2 separate regions of the Ovis aries genome follow, and region 2 is linked to region 1. Evidence: chromatin contacts called from public Hi-C data. All regions are on one chromosome and are shown on one strand. The core of a region is the stretch at or near the end of the contact, and the rest is flanking DNA. Distances in the headings are between cores, read along the strand shown. Region 1 has its middle 16 kb from the start of TMEM63B. Region 2 holds the start of SPATS1 (spermatogenesis associated serine rich 1).

Region 1 (6,547 bases), core at 1,476-3,975:
TGTCCACTGGCAGACAAATGGATAAGAAAGCTGTGGTACATATACACAATGGAATATTACTCAGCCATTAAGAAGAATGCATTTGAATCAGTTCTAATGAAGTGGATGAAACCAGAGCCTATTATACGGAGTGAAGTAAGTCAAAAAGAAAAACACCAATACAGTATAATAATGCATATATATGGAATTTAGAAAGATGGTAACAATGACCCTATACACGAGACAGCAAAAGAGACACAGATATAAAGAACAGACTTTTGAACTCTGTGGGAGAAGGTGAGGGTGGGATGATTTGAGAGAATAGCATTGAAACATGAATATTACCATATATGAAAGAGATGACCGGTCCAAGTTTGATGCATGAAACAGGGCATTCAAAGTTGGTGCACTGGGACAGCCCAGAGGGATGGGATGGGGAGAGAGGTGGGAGGGGGGTTCGGGATGAGGGACACATGTACACCCATGGCTGATTCATGTGAATATATGGCAAAACCCACCACAATACTGTAAAGTAATTATCCTCCAATTAAAATTATTTTAAAAAATTTTTTGCGAGGAAGAACAAAAGAAATACTATAGCCGTATTCGTATAGAATACAACCTGAGCCCTGGCCCAAGGGCAGGGAGGGAGGTGGGACTGGCCAGGCTAGCAGCTGGCATGTTGGCAGCTGTGCGTGGACTTGGTGGCCACAGCTCCTGGTGCCAGGACCATCCCATCCCCATGGGCCAGCAGAGAGCCACAGCTCGGGGCCAGCCTGGGTCCCAGCCAACGCGAACACATTTGGAACACGGGTTTGGTGTTCATTAGAATTTTTCGTGTGTGGGAGAGGGTGGTCTCCACGTCCTTCTGTTCTGCCATCTTGATTCCTCCTCCCAAAATTTTTTCAAAGTATTTATTTATTTTTGGCTGGGTTGCATCATGGTTTCAGTATACGGGCTCTCTGTCATGACACAAAGGCTTCTCTCTAGTTGTGACGCCAGGGTGCAAGAGCACGTGGGCTCAGCAGCCGTAGCGAGAGAGCTTAGTTACCCAAAGCCTGTGGGATCTTAGTTCCCCAACCAGGGATCAAACCTGTGTCCCACTGCACTGGAAGGCCGATTCTTAACCACTGGACCACCAGGAAAGTCCCTAGACTTCAGGTTTTGTGTTTTTTTTAAGTCATTCCTTTTTATTTCTTTTATTCCTAGCATTTTTGAAAAGTTGAAAAAATAGTACAATCGACATATACTCCTCATTTAGATACGACGATTGGTAATTTCTTTCAGATATCATGACACTGATATCAGATATCATGATTCAGATATCTTGAAGCACTGACATTGCTTCAGTATCAGACTTTTTAAAACCATAAATACATCTTATAAATAAAGGGAACGGGTAAGACTAAAATCAATTTTTATGTGTAACAAAAGAAAAAATGTACGTTAAGTGGGGTATCACTCTGCAAGCAGTTACCTACTAAAAAGCAATTTAATTCATTACAAAGGGAAGCCTATGGGACAGCAGATTTGCAGCAAACACTGTTCAAATAAATGGATAACCGTGTAATTTTTTTAAATTTTTATTGGAGTATAGTTGCTTTACAATGTTATGCTATACAGAAAAGTGAATCAGTATACACACACACACACACACACACACACACACACACACACTGTGTTGTGCTTAGTCGCTCAGTTGTGTCCAACTCTCTGTGACCCCGTGGACTGTAGCCCAAGAGGCTCCTCTGTCCATGGGGATTCTCCAGGCAAGAATACCACAGTGAGTTGCCATGCCCTCCTCCAGAGGATCTTCCTGACCCAGGGATCAAACTCAGGTCTCCCACATTACAGGTGGATTCTTTACCATCTGAGCCACCAGAGAAGCCTAAGAATACTGGAGTGGGTAGCCTGTCCCTTTTCCAGGGGATCTTCCTGACCCAGGAATCAAACCGAGGTCTCCTGCTTTGCAGGCAGATTCTTTACCAGCTGAGCTATATATATGCTTCCCTGGTGTGTCTATATATATATATATGTGTGTGTGTGTTGTGTGTGTGTGTGTGTGTGTGTGTATATATCCCCCCCTCTTTTTTAGATTTCCTTCCCATTTAGGTCACCATAGCGCACTAAGCAGAGTTCCCTGTGCTGTAAAGTAGGTTCTCAACAGTTAACTATTTTATACACAGTAGGTGGGCTGCGGTCCATGGGGTTGCGAAGAGTCGGATATGACTGAGCGACTTCCCCTTCACTTTTCACTTTCATGCATTGGAGAGGGAAATGGCAACCCACTCCAGTGTTCTTGCCTGGAGAATCCCAGGGACGGGGGAGCCTGGTGGGCTGCCGTCTATGGGGTCGCACAGAGTCAGACACGACTGAAGTGACTTGGCGGCGGCAGCAGCAGCAGTGTGCACGTGTCAGTCTTAAATCTCCCCATTCATCCCACTTCCCCCCTCTCCCCTTAGCATCCACTTGTGTCTGTGTACCACAACTTTACCCTCTACATCTGTGTCTTGTTCCAATTTTGTCTATGTGCTGCAAAGTGAGCACCCATGCAAGGATTCTTAATCATTTGTCTATTGTGGGGACCCTGCCTGGAGAAACAAAATTCGCAGACAACTCTAAAATCTCATTTCAAGCAAGGGTTTCATTCTTCTTCATGAGCAAACCTTTAACCAGAACCGGCAGCAAACCGATGAGTCAATGTAAGTGGGTAAGGACAGTGCCAGTACAGTACATGAACACGTGCCAGCTGGGCAGGGCATTGGGTGAGCCTGTGGGGCTGGGGCGCCACCGCCCACTCCCAGCCTGGGAAATCCTGGCAGGCCCGGCACAGCATCCCCAGGAAAGGCCGGCACTGGGAGAGAAGGTCTCGCTGTTTCCTCTTTCTCAGGAGAGACAAATCAACAAGGAGCCCAAAGCAGGGAGCCGGGAGGGTGGCTCTGATGGCCCGCCCACCAGATCATCAGTCTCAACTGACCGAGAGTTGCCTCTATTTGTCATGTAAATATTTGCCCTAAAATCAACTGCCAATCACAGTTTCATAATACCCAGGGGTATCCCAATTATCCAAGGGCTCTGATGAAATTCTCAAAATAAGTTTAAATTCACTTCCTTTAAAAAAAAAAAAAAGGGACTTCCCTGGCTGTCCAGGGGTTGAGACTCCACGTTTCCAAGACAGGGGGCACAAGTTCAATCCCTGGTCAGGGAGCTTAAGATTCCACATGCTGCACAGTGTGGCCAACAAAATAAAAATAAAATTTTAAAAAGCTAGTGGTATGTCTTACGAGATAGCCTGTCATAATATTAAGCAAGTGACAGCTGGTTATCACTGAATCTGACTGGAAACCACTGGCTTTAAGAAATCATAAAGAAACTGGCTTGATGGTAAAAATGGAGAAGCGAACTCATTTTCACTTTGAGCCTAGAAGTCCAACTAATTCGGGAAATTACAAGCATTTGGCAAAAACAATTCAGCAAATGTCCAAAATACTGAGGGGAACTAACCTGCAGGTAGGAAACAATAAAATGAAATCCTGAAATTTTTTTTTTGTTGTTGAAAGACTGAATTACAAAATTAGGGGAAGGAAAGAAAAGCAGCTGTTGGGACAGATTTGAATTTCAGTTAATCATCTGATTCCAGTATCATGCAATTTTCATCAAAAACAAGAATTCTCAGCAGCTGAGAGAGGACATGAGGCCAAGAAAGGCAATAGGAGGATGGAGCAGAGAGGCCAAGGAGGCTGAGATAGCTGAGGCCCGGCCACGCCCTGGCCCCACCCCTGCAGAGGGGAGGAGGCCGGCCTCTGGCAGGTCCTCCCCACCAGTGCCCCTCCAATCCCCCCACTTCACTAAAGCAAGGCTGGGCTTGAGGGTATGAGGGACTGCCTGCCATCCAGGCAGTGATGTGGCCTCACCATCCCTGCTAGAGGTGGTTGGCTTTGGATTATTTTTCCAGGAGTGTTTATGGCCACAGGCTGATCCCTGCATTCTTTGCCTAGGTCCCCATCTGCCGCCAAGGGCACACCCTTCCAGGTGGCTGGGGTGAGGGCCATGCCTGGTGACCCTGGAGGCACGCCCACCAGTGGCGGAGCCAGCTCCCTGAGGCGGTGACTCGCCCAGGCACTTGGCTAGTTCGCCGCACAGGCCTGATGGGAAGCCAGTCTCCAAACCACAAGCCCCGATGTTCAAGGTCTGTCTGGCAGTGGGGCAGCAGAGGGAGTCAACCCGAGGGTGGAGCCGGAGGCTGCGATGCTGCAGCAGACTCATGGATGAGGTCTATGAACCCAGAGAGATGAGGCTCTTTGACTTGTCAGAGGCAGCTTCTTAAGGGCGGAGGAGGAAAAACAACAAAAGCAAGTTTATACTCATAGGGAAACATAATCTGTGATTATAAATATTTCATGAGCAAAGAAAGCAGTACTGACTGAGAGACTGGGGTGGGGAGGGTGGACAGCAAATTAGATTCCAGTTTGCAAAGTGATAGGGCAGCTGGGATAGAGCGCAGCCTAGGCTATTCTGGGCTGTGCGCCGGAGGCCCTGCGTCACGGTCACTGTCAGGGAGCAGGCTCTGGCCCCCGGCCCCTGGAAACCACAGCCTTCCCACGGTCAGCACAGAACACCTTGGGAGGCAGTCATGGGGGGAGGAGGGGGCGGGGAGTGGGTGGCAGGACGGTCATTTGAATGACTTGGGCAAACTTCAACAGCAGGGAGGCGGGCCAGTGCCCTGCAGACCCATGAAAGGATGAACATGCATTCTGCTGACTAAGGGCGGGGGGAGAAGTGAGCCCGACCCCAGAAAGCAAGTGCCCTTCCAAGCTAGAGGGCAGCTCTGGTCAAGCCACCCTGGTCAGAGCAAAGGCGATGCCCGGAGCAGGTGGTGCCAGACTGAGGACAAGCCCGCCCTTCCTTTCCCTCAGGACAGGGGTCTCTCTCTCTCCTGCAGCCCTTGAGAAGCAGCCCAGAAAGCAGAGGCCTTAAGGGATTGCTGAGTAGCAGCTGCTGCAGCAGAGACTCTCCCCACTGGGCAAGCAGGTCCCAGTGTGGGACAGAGACCTCAGCCAGTCTAACAGCCCTTCCAGAGGGCCGGAGGAAGAGGGCGGTTACTCCTAAAATACCCGGAGGCCCTTGAATCAGGCTAGGTCAGAGGAGCCCTGGCGACTGGTGCACACCTCAACCAGGAAGATGGAAACAATCTCCGCTTCCAAGCAGTCAAGGCGGAGCTAGAAAGGCTCCAAGAGAAGCCACTGAATCTGGGAAAACCAGACAGTTATCACCTAGACTCACAGCCGGTGAGACTCTGCTCAAGACGGCAAGGACTCCACAGCCATGAAAGACCCCAAGACGTCATGGGAGGACCCCCTGAGCTGAAGTCACTGATTGGATATGCCCTTGAGACCAGCTACTAGTTGCAAGAATCACCCTGAGGAATCACGTTACCTCTGAAAGGCAAGTCCTTGTGGAAAATACAGGATCAGGGGCTGCCAAACCTAAGGACCATGAGGAACTCCAAAAATGCACATCCACATAAATGCTTTCAGGACACACCCTAAGCGCTATTCCAACTGAAGAGACTGTTTACATCCAGCTACCTGCGGGACACCTCTCAGAGGCGCCTCCGTGTGGACCCCCCAAAGCGCCTCCTCCCCCACCCTTGGGCCTCTCCCGGAGCACCCAGTTCAGCGTTCTGCAGGACCAATCACACAGCAAAGGGAGCCGGACACCAGGGCCCCATTGGCCCTTCCCCAGCGTCCAAGCACACCACCAAGCCCAGTCAACTGTACCTACTAAAGGCTTCTGCTCCCCTCCTCCACCCTAGGCCAACAGCACATCATGGTGCACTCTGGCCTCCCCAAGTGCCCCTCCACGATCAGTCTCCTTCAGGAGATCAGCAGGGAGGTGGGCCAGTGCCCTGCAGACCCATGAAAGGATGAACATGCATTCTGCTGACTAAGGGCGGGGGGAGAAGTGAGCCCGACCCCAGAAAGCAAGTGCCCTTCCAAGCTAGATACAGGAAGATAGAGGAAGTCTCCTGTATCTTCCTTCCCACCACTCCAACCCTGCTTGCTAAATACCCTACACCAGTATCCCAGCACCCCCAGGATGCGGCAGACTTCCCAGGCCCAGCCAGCGCTGCCTCTTCCAGCCCCATCCTTCCCCACATTCCCTCCTGCTCACCTGCTGCAGCCACACTGGCTTTTCCTTTGAGTCCCTGGGACTTACCCAGTCCCTTCTGCCACAGGGTTTTGCACATCCTCTTCCCTCTGTCTGGACCACTTTCCCCTCCTCTCACTAAGCTAATGCCTGTCCATGTATTCTTCCTAAGGTATAAAGTACATACAGTGCACTGAAATACACAGCTCAGTAATTATTTACAGATGTGTACATTCATGGGACTCCCACTCAGATCTAGATTTAGAACGTCCCCAATATTGTAAGGTTCCCTTGTGACCTTGGCAGTCTACGCTCCTCCCCCACCCCCCAGGTGACCGCTGTTCTGACTTCTATCACAATGCCCCTTCGTTCAGAAGGCAGCCAAGGCAACCACTCCCCGGGGAAGCTGCCTCCGGTC
Region 2 (7,453 bases), core at 4,776-7,275, 200 kb after region 1:
GAACGGCTGAGGATGCACATGAAACTCACTGGATGAAATGATTGTTCTCGGTTCATCAGGCCCTCCCTGTACTTGGATTATACATCCACACTGCACCACAGGACTCTCTATTGTCCCCCACTGGGTGTGGATGGAGTACACGTCCTCACTTTAGCGATTTTGAGTTTCCCCACATAATTTGCTTTGGCCAAGAGAATATGCGCGGAAGGGGCAGTGCGCTAGTTTATACCCCCCTCTCGTGCTTAGGCCATTTGATATGAGAAGAACATGTCTCGTGTGGACTTCCCTGTGGTCCAGTGGCCAGGACTCCAAGCTCCCAATGCAGGGGACCTGGGTTCAATCCCTAATCAGGGAACTAGATCCCACAAGCCACCACTAAGAGTTTGAGTGCTGCAGCTGAAGATTCTGCATGCCACAACGAAGATCTCGCACGCTGCAACCATGACCCAGTACAGCCAAATAAATAAATCAAAAATAAGTATGAAAAAAGAAGAACATTCCTTGGGGAGCTATGAGCCCCAGGAGAATGAGACAAAACCTGAGGAATGAAGCTGAATCTCACGGACACCCTGGAGCCAATCTGATCTGGAGCCTGAAGTATACTGATGTTAGCTTACCTCTAGACTCACGAGTGATAAGAATATATGCCTGTCGTAGGTCACTGAGTTTGGGGGAAGTTTGTTACAGAGCAGTACTATGGCAATAGCTGACTCATACAAAGACCAAAATGTGGAAGCAGAGAGAAAAAGGGCAAGTGAAGTAGGTGGCTGACATATGAGTAAGGAAGGAAGTGGTGGTGGGGTCTGAGGAGAGAGCAGGTAGGGAAAGCCCTCTGAGGAGAAGAATGAGGTGGACAGGAAGTAAAGGCGCACTGCAGCTGCAGTTCCCTCAGGTGCTGGGATACAGGCAGTGCGATAGGAGTGCGTGCACGCACGTGTGACACACACACACACACACACACACACACACACACACACACACACCCCTTGCCTCTGATGAGCACTGCACCTTTTTGCTGTCTTTGTTCATTGTCGCCAATGTCTGAGAGGTTTCCAGGGAGTACAGGTTCGATTCCTAACCTGTCTAGACTTCCAGTTTTGGGCTCTACCTAGGCTTATGGTTACATTGTATCAATGGAGCAACAAAAGAATCTAAAAAATACCAGCTAGTGAATTAACAAAAAAGAAGCAGACTGGCAGATAGAGACAACAAACTAGTGGTTACCAGTGGTGAGAGAGAGGGAGGTACAAACTGTTGGGTGTAAGATAAGCTACAAGGGTGTATTGTCTACACGGTGGAGTATAGCCAGTATTAATGTAAGAACTCCAAATGGAGTGTAGCCTTTAAAAACTGTATAAAAAATGAAACCAACAACAAAAAAGAAGAATAAAAATATAAGGACAGAACTTTCCTGAGTACGTTTTTTTAAAAAAATTATTTATATATTTGGCTGTGACAAGTCCTAGTTGAGACACTCAGGATCTTCGATCTTCACTGTGGAATGATGTTTTAGTTTCGGCATACAAACTCTTAGCTGTGGCACGTGAAGTCTTTAGTTTTGATATGTGAGATCGTTTCCTGACCAGGGATCAAACCCCGCACCCCTTGCATTGGGAGCTCAGAGTCTTAGCCGCTGGAACACCAGGGAAGCTCTTCAACAACTTGCAAAAGTGAAACTCGCATCTACTCTTTTCTCTCTTCGCCATTCTCTAACAGAACAGGCCAGATGCTGTTCAGCTTCTCTTGCTTCAGATTTGAGTTGGCGCTTCATAGTTAGAGAAAGTAGTCACAGAAGGAAGTGCTCTTAACAAAAGTGCACACTTATTGGCTTCTTACCATGTGCAGGGTGTGCTAAGTGCTCTACACGTGTTTATTCATTAATCCTCTCAATCACCTTGTGAGAGCACACACCAAGAAGGCTCCTGGGGGCTTCCTGGTGGTCCCGTGGCTAAGACTTCACGATCCCAGTGTAGGGGACGTGGCTTCGATCCCAGGTCAGGGAACTAGATCCCACATACTGCAACAAAGATCCTAGATCCCACATGAGGCAACTAAGAACTGGAGCAGCCAAATAAATACATAAATACATTTTTTTAAAAAAGAAGGTTCACAGTAGTGAGGGCCCCAGCTCTGAATCTAGACAGACCCGGCTTAAACTCCAATTAGGAAATGGTACCCCACTCCAGTACTCTTGCCTGGAGAATCCCATGGAGGGAGGAGCCTGGTAGGCTAGAGTCCATGGGGTTGCAAAGAGTCAGACACGACTGAGCGTCTTCACTTTCACTTTAGTGGGCTTCCCAGCTGGCGCTAGTGATAAGGAACCTGTCTGCCAATGTAGGAGACTTGAGACATGGATTCGATCCCTGGATCAGGAAGATCCCCTGGAGGAGGTCATGGCAACCCACGTTAATATTCTTGCCTGGAAAGTCCCATGGACAGAGGAGCCTGACAGGCCACAGTCCATAGGGTTGCAGAGTCTGACACAATTGCAGTGACTTAGCATGCGCGCAGTGGGACTAGTATTTTACCCCCCTGAGTCTGTTTTTCATCATCTGTAAAATGGGGATAATTCTTAAGCACTTTGCCATTGTGAGCATTAAATGGGATAATGACCGTAAAGAGATGGGCACATCATAGGTGCTCAGTTGGAGAAGGGACTGGGTTTTACTCACTTTCAAATCCCTGCCCCTAGCACAGTGCCTTGCACATGGGAGGTGCTTGGAAGGTATTTCCTGACCTGACCTGATGGGAAGTCCTTGAGGGTTTGGGAGCTGCTGGTGGTAGCAGGTTCTGAGGTACAAACGCTCCCTTCCAGCCACCTTTGCCAGGCCCCCTCTGTCTACCACTGAAAGTTTTCAAAGACAACGGTGCATCAGTAATCCACCCCACACCCATTTCCCCAGCGCCCTTTTTGTAGGAGGCTCTGTGATGTTTTTTCATGTCCTGGTTTACACTGCCCTCTGGTGTGTGTTTATGGGACATGCATGTCAAGTGGTTTGTGGTGACTTTTTCCTATGGTCATATATGGATGTGAGAGTTGGACTGTGATGAAGGCTGAGCACCAAAGAATTGATGCGTTTGAACTGTGGTGTTGAAGAAGACTCTTGAAGGTCCCTTGGACTGCAAGGAGATCCAACAAGTCCATTCTGAAGGAGATCAACCCTGGGATTTCTTTGGAAGGAATGATGCTAAATCTGAAGCTCCAGTACTTTGGCCACCCGATGCAAAGAGTTGACTCATTGGAAAAGACTCTGATGCTGGGAGAGATTGGGGGCGGGAAGAGAAGGGGACGACCCAGGATGAGATGGCTGGATGGCATCACGGACTTGATGGACGTGAGTCTGGGTGAACTCCGGGAGATGGTGATGGACAGGGAGGCCTGGTGTGCTGCGATTCATGGGGTCGCAGAGAGTCGGACACAACTGAGCAACTGAACGAATGAACTGAACTTTCTTGACATTGGAGAAAAGAGGTTCCCATATATGCACTGTTTGCCATGCAGCTGAGGGGAGAGTTAATGTTTAAGGACCACCCCACCACGCCCCGATTTAGATGGAAACTCTTGAGGTTTACCAGACACAAGAAGCATTTTACCATGTCCCTGACCACTTGACTATCACACAATGTCCTCCTTCTAGAGTCAGGCTTCTTCCCTGTGTTCTGCTAAAGGCCCCAGAGGAACAGGGGTAGAGTTTATTTGATTCCCTCTCTGCTGTCTGTCTTCCTGTAATTCCCTAGGCACCTAGTTCTTGGGCTGCCCAGGTGGCACTAGTGGTAAAGAACCCGCCTGCCAATGCAGGAGATGTAAGAGATGAGGCTTCAAGCCTGGGTCAGAAGATGCCCTGGAAGAGGGCATGGCAACCCACTCCAGTATTCTTGCCTGGAAAATCCCATGGACAGAGGAGTTGCGGTGGGCCACAGTCCATAGGGTTGCAAAGAGTCAGACATGACTGAAGCGACTTAGCTTGCACCCACCTAGTTCTTATCATTGCCTCACTATTTGTTCTAAAGGGTCTGGATTCAGAGCAGGCCACGCAAAAACCAGAACTGGCCCTCCCTAACCAGTGTCTGCAACACCTGCCTGGTTTACCTCTTCCTACCAACTGCCTCGCTCTGCTGTCCCTTCTCAGAGCCGAGCCCCCAGTGAGTGACTGTAAAGTGAGGTTCCATGGGGCAGAGGGGCTGGTGGGACTAAGGTCTAGCTCACCTTCCTTCCACCTCGCCATGTAACCTCCCAGAAGCATTTGCCTTTTATGGTTAGGTCGGATCATGAAAATGTTGATATACAACAACTTATGACCCACAAAAACATTAATTAAAAAAAACCTTATTTAGGCACTAGACCCTATATGTGCTAGTGATGGCCCTGCGATCCCACTCATTTGGGACCCCTCCTCCCTCCCCCAGCTCATTCAGATCCAGCTCATGGCATGGCAGGATCCCAGACTGCAGAGCTGCAAGGAGGGCCCTACAGCCCTCGAGAAGGTTGATTTCAGGGCCCAAGATCTGCCCGCTTTCTACATCAACCCTCCGTTTCAATGTGGATTCTGCGGTGACCTCTGGGCCAGGCTTGGTCTGGGGGGAGGTAGCCAAGAGAGAGGATGCTGATGAGAGCCCCCAGATAAGCCCATTTTGCTGGATGGCCCTCGCCCTCTGGGCTATACATACAGACTTTTCTGGGAGCTTCAGGGGGCCTTGGGCTTCTTGATACACCGAGCGTCCAAACCCTCACCTCTACTGCTGAATCTTGGCAGCCAGGCAGCTTCTGGAGCTCTGCTGCCCCCCAAAACTCCTTAGGATGACTCCCAAGCCCTGCCAGACCTCAGCCCAGGGTGGGAGGCATCTAAAACTTGCCCAGGGATGAACGCAAAGTGGCCCAGGAGGCTTTAAAGCTGCAGAGAAAGGGAAGGTTTAGGAGTCGAAGTACACAGGGCTCATCTAGGATGAGTTTTGGCTCTGCTGTCTGTCCTGATGTCTTGAAACTTGATGGTGCAGGTTAGAGACCTGGTCTCTTTCCAGAAGGATGGAAACAGAAGAGGGAGTAGCTCAGCTCGGGCCATTGACATCCATAATCCACCCACCCATTTATTTGTTAAACTGATTATTGAGTGCCTGTATGTGCTAGGCACTGTGCTAAGTGCTTGGTGTATAGCAGTGAACAAAACACGAAAATCTCTGCCTTCCTGGCATCGCAGCATCTTAATGTTAGCTGGGCAACAATACTTTTAAATTTTTTTTCAAGGTTTCTAGAATGACCACTTTTTTCTTTTATAATCAGTAAAAATTTTATTAAAATAAAAACACAGTCTAATTTTTTTACACTTCACCAAGGCAAAAATTGCATCAGAATTTGAACTGAGGGACATAAACCAGAGTCGGAGAGAAGGTTTGCCTGCAAGATTGATTAGTTGCTAATAAGAATTAAGTAAGATAATTGAAGTTGGTATGATGGACAGAGTGGTAGATTTGGAGTGAGAAAACTTGGAAATGAATCTCAGTTTTCTGGGTGACCTTGAGCAAGCCCTTGCTCAAACTCAGCTTTCTATTTTGAAAAATGCAGCTGGCTGCTTAAGGAAGATAACATCCACCAGGGCGCCTGGCCCAGAAAAGAGGCTCTGAAGTGTTAGGTGATCTTGTCCAATCAATGCCAGTTATAAGACCGCATCTGCAAGCTTTTTTGGAGGGCTCATCATTCACTGCCACCAGAGGCTACAGTCCTGATAATGAAAATTGCCCGGAGAAGAACCACAATTTAAAAAAAAGTATTTGTTTACTTGGCTGCACCGGGTTTTAGTTGCCTCTCACAGGATAGTTCCCTGATCAGGGATGGAACCCAGGCTCCCTGCATTGGGAGCGCAAGAGTGAGTCAGCCATTCGACCACCAGGGAAGTACCCACAGTTCTCAAAGAGAAAGAAAAAAAAAATTCAGAAACACAAAGCCACTTTTCCATTGGTCCTTGCCCACCACGCCCCGCCAGGGCTAGGGACTCTGGTTTTGCTCCTTTAAAAGACTCCATCACGTGCCAGAGAGCCGGGGAAGCCAAGAAGACCGGGAAGCACCGCCTGGCGGGAGGCGGCGGCGCGCGTTGCTGGGCTGGTGTCCTGGCAACCCCGGAACGCGCCTCCGCGGGTGAAGCAGGTGGCCGCGGCGTCCCTCTTGCCCTTGGCTGTCGGATCCGCGGCCTGCAGTTCGGCAGTTCGGCTGCCGGTTGGGGTTGGTGCGTTGATGTCGGCCGTATCATCCTTGGAGGCCTCGGAGCGTTAGAGCCAGGCCTCCTCTGGGGGAAGGGGTGGACCACCCAGCGGAGGGAGGGAAGGAGCATCTCGGTGGGCGGGCGAGGGCCCAGGGAGCTCGGCGGGCATCCGAACCTGGAAACGCCCGATCAGAGAAAGCGAGGGAAGCTTTGATCAAGAGGCCAGCCCTGCCCTGTAGACTTTCGGTGGCCCCTGAAGTTTTGTTTCCTTTGATTGATGCTTTTTTTTTTTTTTTTTAAACAAAGGTCTTTTCTTTGTCTCCGGCTCGCTTTTTAATATTTAAATCAACATCTGCACAGCTGAGTCCATGGACGCTGGAAGCTGTCCTCGGGGCTCTCGTCTCCGCCTCCTCTACAGCAGAGACCTGAATAAGGTTCAAGAGAAAGGAGACTCTGACATCACCACTGGAGAGAAGAGATACAGTTGAGTTTAAAAAATCAGGAGGGCTGACTGGGATTTGGTTGCCCCAGCCAAGTACACTGAGCCAGAAGGCATCTTTTGACGTTTAAAAGAAGGCTAGTTTGGGACCCTGTAATAGGGACTATTTGTACTGATACTGTCTGTATTAACCCAAGGTCTGCTAAGGCAGAGAGCAGCATCCAAGCAGGCGTTCTCATAAATAACCTCCCTGGATCTCCTAATATATCTCACGGAGAAGTATATTACAAAGAATGAAGGAGGACATAGGTTTGACCTGCCCAGTGCCTCAGTCAATAAATGATAAAGCTGGGATTTGACATGAGTCTTCCGGTCTCCAAACCCAGGCCCCCACTTCTTTTTTCTCTTTGCTCATATATCAGATTTGTGGCACTGTTCATTGGATGGGACAGCTCAGGTAGAAATTAGGAACACTTTGATGAAAGGTTTAGCTTAAACAGTGGATGGGAGCTCTGTGATTGATTTTTATGGCTGAAGAGAATGTTTAGGGGTATATTTGTCTTTAGAGAACAGTGCTTGTGGAGTAGAACAACCAGAGTCTCTCAGAAAACCCCCAAGTGAGTACATGTAAGTGGGTAGCCTTCAAAAAGAGATTGTAGTACATTCCATCTCTGCCCGTTAGAGCTGGGTCTTTGGTCTTCTGTATTCCGGGTCTGTGATCTCTCCATTTACAAGTGCAGGGAGAGGGTGGCAGTATGATTTACTACCTGCCTACAACTGGGGCTCCCCTGGTGGCTTTGACAGTAAAGAATTTACCCTC

What was found. A called contact is a pair of places that touch in the nucleus more often than the background predicts.
Region 2: a contact with region 1 is called in a Hi-C map of liver, with 4 times the contacts expected there. The contact joins the promoter of SPATS1 here to the enhancer-like site in region 1. A contact is called at or near these places in 6 of 16 Hi-C or Micro-C datasets (blood, liver, muscle and 2 more).

What each region holds. Positions count from the first base shown.
Region 1 is chr20:17,622,741-17,629,287 of ARS-UI_Ramb_v3.0, forward strand. No RefSeq gene overlaps it. Among named protein-coding and RNA genes, the nearest start is that of TMEM63B, 16 kb to the right of the region's middle. Within about 2 kb of position 2,726, at least 13 of the 54 cell types and tissues checked have an H3K27ac peak or open chromatin away from gene starts, as enhancers often do. A contact at or near this core is called in liver, muscle and tail adipose tissue, where this site is marked.
Region 2 is chr20:17,815,770-17,823,222 of ARS-UI_Ramb_v3.0, forward strand. SPATS1 (spermatogenesis associated serine rich 1) reads left to right here and starts at 6,026. Exons shown (of 8, transcript XM_060403211.1): 1 at 6,026-6,139; 2 at 6,501-6,677. The coding sequence starts at 6,563.